Linked DNA regions of Mus musculus: region 1 is linked to region 2. A link is a contact called in public HiChIP or PLAC-seq data. All regions are on one chromosome and are shown on one strand. The core of a region is the stretch at or near the end of the contact, and the rest is flanking DNA. Distances in the headings are between cores, read along the strand shown. Region 1 holds the start of Aifm2 (apoptosis-inducing factor, mitochondrion-associated 2). Region 2 holds the start of Lrrc20 (leucine rich repeat containing 20).

Region 1 (2,700 bases), core at 108-2,607, 240 kb before region 2:
AAAATTTCAACATTGACACACAGGGTAGCCACATCTCCACTGTGGCCTCGAGGCAGAAGAGGCTCCTGAAGTGTGACTCAATAGGCTATGATATCTGTCCCCTCTTCCACTGGGGAAGGGAGGCGATGGCTCCCCTCTTTGGACACCAAAGACCAGGCTGAGAGTGAGCACTCTAGGGACAGCTGCTGAGGAATGCACCCCTAGATATACCGTTGAAAAACACCCCATGCTAAAAGGGACTGGCTGATAGAATGAAGAGGAGAAGGAAAAGAAGCACTCACTTTGGCATAGACACTCCTGCACTCAGACACACACACACACACACACACACACACACACACACACCCCAAGTGACCTGCCCATCCCTGGCCATTGCCAACCTGCATCTCCCTCCAGACAAGGCCCACTGGCTGTACAGTACTTGATAGGCCCAGCTCTAGTGAACAGGAGGTGACTTAGGCCAGTGTTGACATGCAGTCCCTTGAGAGTGTGGCTGAGCACTTGGGGTGTGTTGGCAGGGGACACAGGCTCATGTTAGAAGCTGATGCTAGCCTTGGTTCATAGGTGCTGAGTGGGGAGATCTGGAAGTTTCTTTCCAAACTACACCTGTCCTCCCCCGGGGGCCTCAGCTCTTAAGACAGCTGAGCATTCCCCCCCCACACCCCTAAATCCCAGGGTCAAAATTATCTTAGTGAGCTATGGGGATGTGTGGAGTGTGTGGTCTTGGAAAGAACAGGGTGCCTGGGAAGAGGGGGAGGAGGGAGGAAGAAAGAGTAAGAGAGAGGGAGAGTGGGAAAGGGAAAGAGAGAGGGGGAGGAGAGAAAGAGAGAGAGGGAGAGAGAGAGAGAAGAGAAGGGGATTCAGTCATTGCTGGTCTCGCTTTTTCTAACAGAACCCCTATTTCACAGGGGGGCGGGGTGAAGCAGGCCTCCAATGCACCCCTGGGTAACCCTACTCACTTTCTCTGAGATTCCTAAGGGTCTCCCGCTGCACTCAGACACCTCAGTCCTTCTGTCTGAGACCCTCCCAAGATCAAGGCCACGCCTGCCCCGCTACCCCTGCGCGTCCTGCTTCCCCCTCCCAAGACCCCAAGTTCTTCCCGGACAGATTTAGCGGACATTGAGGAGCAATGAATCCCGAGGAACCTGGTCCTCCGGACCGGCGTTAAGTATCCTAGGCAACGGCCCCCTCCTAATTCCGCGGCCCCTGTCATGCCCCTAGTGTACCCCACGCCGCGCGAGGGAACAAGGATCCCCAGTGACCTCACCTGTAGCGGTCCTTGGTCCTCGCGTCTTCCGGCGCTGAGGCCCCGTGTCGGGGCGTGCCCATCACTGTCTCCGGGTCGCAGCCCCGCCCCGAGCCCCGCCCCCGAGCCCCGCCCCTCCCGCTGCCCTGGAACTGACCTTGACCGCCTACCAGCCGCTCCCTACTTGGACACTCCCAGCGCTGATGCAGCCTAGCTAGCCTCTCAGCCTGCCAAGATCCTGCGCCTTAGTTTTGCCAGGGGTTTCTGGGAGACAACCGAGAGCCTCCCCAACACACACACACACACACACACAAACACACACACACACACACACACACACACACACACACACACACACACACTAGCTTTGCCATCTGCACACATGTGCATACGGACTGAGCGCCTGCTGTTCGCCCAGTCTTTGGTCCTGCACTGGAGCTTTAAAATGGAGAGCGGAACCGGTATATCCTTTGGTTATATGGTAGCCTGGAGAAAGAAGGGGTTTAACACAAGACTCAGGAGCTGTTTGCCTATCCTGAGTGCCCTGGATTTCTTACCCACAGAAGCAGAGCACGGTGGTGCATACCTGTAATCCTAGCATTTAGGAAGTAGAGGCAAGAGGGTTAGAAATTGGCTACTGAGTCCACTTTGGACTTCCTGAGATCCTGTCAAAAAAATGAAGCCATCAAACCACCACTGCTGACAGACTGCAGTGGTGCAGCCTTTAATCCCAGCACTAGGGAGGCAGAGGCAGGAGGATGTCTGTTGAGTTTGAGGCCAACTCGGAGCAAGTTCCAGGACATCCAGGGGCTACACAGAGAAACCAGGTCTCAAAAACCCTACAAAACAAAACAACAACAACAAGAAGACAAACAAAACACTACCACATCTCCTGTCACCTACTGCTGTAAGGAAGCTTGGAGATCAAAAAGTATTCAGGCCTCTCTCCCATACTGAAGTCAGCCCTGAGCAAGGGAGAGAAGCAAGCATGTGTGCCAAGTCACAGAAGGATGCCAGAGATAGGAAAGCCAGAGCATTCGAAGCTACATAGGGGAACGATAGGGCATCTGTCTCCAAGCAGATATTGTCCCCTACCCTAGGGGCAGTAGGCAAGTGTCCGTGAGGTCACGTACATACCTGAGCAGGGTGTACTAACTCATGCTTGTACCCACAGCCACTGGGGAGGCTGAGACAAGGAGGTTTACAAGTTCAAGGATATCCTGGGCTACAGTGAGAGACCCTGTCTCAAACATACATAGGCAGTAGGTAGCATTTCTTTATTTGGTTGGTTGTTTTGTTTTGCTTTGAACACTTGTTTTGATGAGAATTTCACACATGAACATTTCCATCATTTCCATCCTGTCTTCTATAATTGCTACTGTTGCACACACAGAAACAGACAGAGACAGAAGCTACCTGAAGGGCTCCAACAGGCCCAGGCACGACATACATGG
Region 2 (2,700 bases), core at 78-2,577:
AATTCTGGAAAGCTCTCAATGTTGTGGGGCAGCCCCAGTTGTGAGATGGAAACATCACCTTCCTCAATGAAACTGTTAATAAAAATTAACTGAAAAAAAATCACTTCTAAGAAAAGACTCTGCAAGCCATTAAGGGCTTCCTGCATTAAGCCAGGACCAACTATTAGGTCATCAAACAAGGACAGACAGGAAGTTTGCATATAATAAATTGAAGGTGAGTGTGCTATTCTGCTTTGAGGAAGCTATGATTGTGAACACTGTATAATTTCTCTGGCAGATCTGAAACTGATCTCACCTAAATTCCAAACTTGGGGCTGAGGTATTTAAACCTTGACCATGGCAATGACCCAGTCTTTAAGGGTCAGAACTCAACTTCATTATCTGCAGCCCTAAGATCTCTGCAAAGGAGCCACTGCGACACTCCGGCCGCACCAGCTGGTCCTATATTTAGTTACTGTTGTGGTCAACTGGGAACTTTAGAGCCTGGCAGCCGCTCTGCGGGGCAACCGGAGCCTCCGCAGCCATGCGCACGATCTGCCCCACCGCTGGCTCCGCTGGCTCCAGACAGACTTCGGGACCCTGCTGAAGCCAAGAGCTGATGTGGCGAGGTAAGGGGCACAATGCTAATCACACCCCAACAGTCCCAAAGGTCCACTCGAGACCAGAGCAGAGATGACCCACTTTCTCACCCAGGGGAAAGAGCCCGCTGGGGCAATGAGCTGGACACGTTGGCGCCTGGTTTCGCAGCTCAGCTTTAGAGTTGGGGAGCCCCGCGTGAGCATCCTTAGACTGTACCGACAGTACACAGTGGCCAAGGACAGGATCCCTGGACCCCATTCTCACAGCCAGTGGCTGCTCGTCTCCAGCCTCGCGCTGGCCTGGCAGACAGGAACTGGGACAAATGGAGCAAGCAGAGGGGGGACGCTGGTGATCGCAGAGGCCGGGGGCGTCCCACGCTGCCAGGGGCGGAGAGGCACACTCCCAAGTGACATGCGCAGCTGCCTCTCCCGATGGGCAAGGGCGTCTCACTGGGGAGACGGAAGCCGGGCTGTCCGAGAGCTCTAACCACGAGCCTCCCACTACCGCAAGCGATAGTCCATGACCTCTGGGCACCGCCCGAGCCATGACTCGGTGCTACCAGGTGTGCTGGGGGAGGGGAAGGGACACGGCCAAGCCCAGTGCTTTCCCTTCTGCCCCTGCCACGCTCGGCCTCTGGCCACCGTTATTCAGCGCGGCGCGAAGCCTGTGGGCCGCTGGAGGCAGCACTTACGGCGACAATGCGTCCTAGAGCCCAGCGCCCAGCACTCACGCTCCCGCGGCGACCGACGGCACCCGGTGCAAGTTCTGAGCCCGAGGGGCGGAGCCAAAGGGGCAGGGAGCTCAGCGCGCACGGCCGCTCAGCCAATAGTGACACCAGGATACGACCCAGGGCGGGGAGGGGCCAGCGCTCCGCCCGCGCGCACCAATCAGCGCGCAACTCCTCCTGCGCGCTCGGGAACCAAGGGAGGAACCGCTTTGTGTGGAGTCGGCAAAGCCAGCGCGCTAGGGGCGGGGCCCTGCATCTTCTTGTGTAGGATGCTTCTCCAGGCTGGATTTTATTTTGTTTTTAATTCCACGGATGAGCCGGGTTCAGCAGATCGGGGAACTTTGGAAAACGCAAAGAAACGCTAATTGAAGCCGCACTGTAACTTCATCTCTTCAGACTAAAGTAAACATGGAACTAAAGTCTACCTGCTTCACGGGTCGCTGTGAGAACTGATGAAGGGACTGTGGAGTCCAGCGCTGCTGCGACGCAAAAACACAACTCTCACCTCAAAGGGGATCAGAGATGGCTTATCCTAGAGCCAAATAGGAGCGACCCTAGCCCGGGAACACAAATACAGGTTATTCCATGTCCCAACATGGTAACAGTTTGATAAAAATTGTGAATTATTTTGTGCTTTTTTTTTTTTTTTTTAGTTATTTTATGCGTGTTTGCCCGCGTGTGTATTTGTGCACCACCTATGTGTCTGGTGTCCTCAGAGGCCAAAAGAGGGGTCAAATCTCCTGGGATTGGAGTTGCAAACAGCTATGAACCATCCTGTACATGATTGGACAACCCTTGCAAAGGAACGGTGTAGCTGTCTCTCCAGCCTCTTAATGAAGAACAAAGAAAAACGTAAAAACAAGGCACTTTTCAATTGTATTGGTGAGGATATCAGGTAAACAGGCTACAGCAAAGGAGAAAAAGATCTCAGCTATAGGCCCCAGATGCTAGCCTGAGAGCATTCTTAGCCCTTTGGTTGATCGGAAACTAGAGATCTGTTCTTGCACTCTGACTTACTGGATAGTTACAAAGATGTTAAGCCAAGTAGAGGGCAGAGCAATCAGTAGTTGTTAAAGGACATAAAGATGCCACAAAATGCCAGTCTGGCTCTGGACCTGCAACATTTTAACCCTTTTGTGTCACTAAATTTCTAGTCAGTAAATCAGACTAGCAAAAGATGCTGCTGTTCTTTTGAGTAATTTGTATTCACGGCTGCCAGACTAGCCACCAGGACCACAGCTTCTAAAATGTAGCCACTTCACAGATCTCCTGTTGTGTAACAGTTTCCAAAAACACTGCTTCCTGTAGGAAGCTCCTTAAGCAATAAGCACTTAAAATAGCTTTGGGAACCTCCTTAAAGAGGAAGGTAAACAAACTCAAATTAGCTTCAGGAA

What was found. HiChIP or PLAC-seq counts read pairs in DNA pulled down with a chosen protein or histone mark.
Region 1: an HNF4G HiChIP or PLAC-seq map of pancreatic cancer cells shows a contact between it and region 2. The contact joins the promoter of Aifm2 here to the promoter of Lrrc20 in region 2. A contact is called at or near these places in 3 of 39 promoter capture datasets (liver, neural stem cells and stem cell-derived epiblast-like cells), 2 of 484 Hi-C or Micro-C datasets (embryonic stem cells and neutrophils), 3 of 115 datasets of contacts at active chromatin or transcription factors (bone marrow-derived macrophages, embryonic stem cells and pancreatic cancer cells) and 2 of 9 other capture datasets (adipose tissue and pancreatic islet).

The regions. Positions count from the first base shown.
Region 1 is chr10:61,713,920-61,716,619 of GRCm38.p6, reverse strand. It overlaps Aifm2 (apoptosis-inducing factor, mitochondrion-associated 2), which reads right to left and starts at 1,357. Exons shown (of 10, transcript NM_001284300.1): 1 at 1,268-1,357.
Region 2 is chr10:61,474,460-61,477,159 of GRCm38.p6, reverse strand. It overlaps Lrrc20 (leucine rich repeat containing 20), which reads right to left and starts at 1,327. Exons shown (of 5, transcript NM_153542.1): 1 at 1,271-1,327. D830039M14Rik (RIKEN cDNA D830039M14 gene) reads left to right here and starts at 479. Exons shown (of 1, transcript NR_166099.1): 1 at 479-1,933.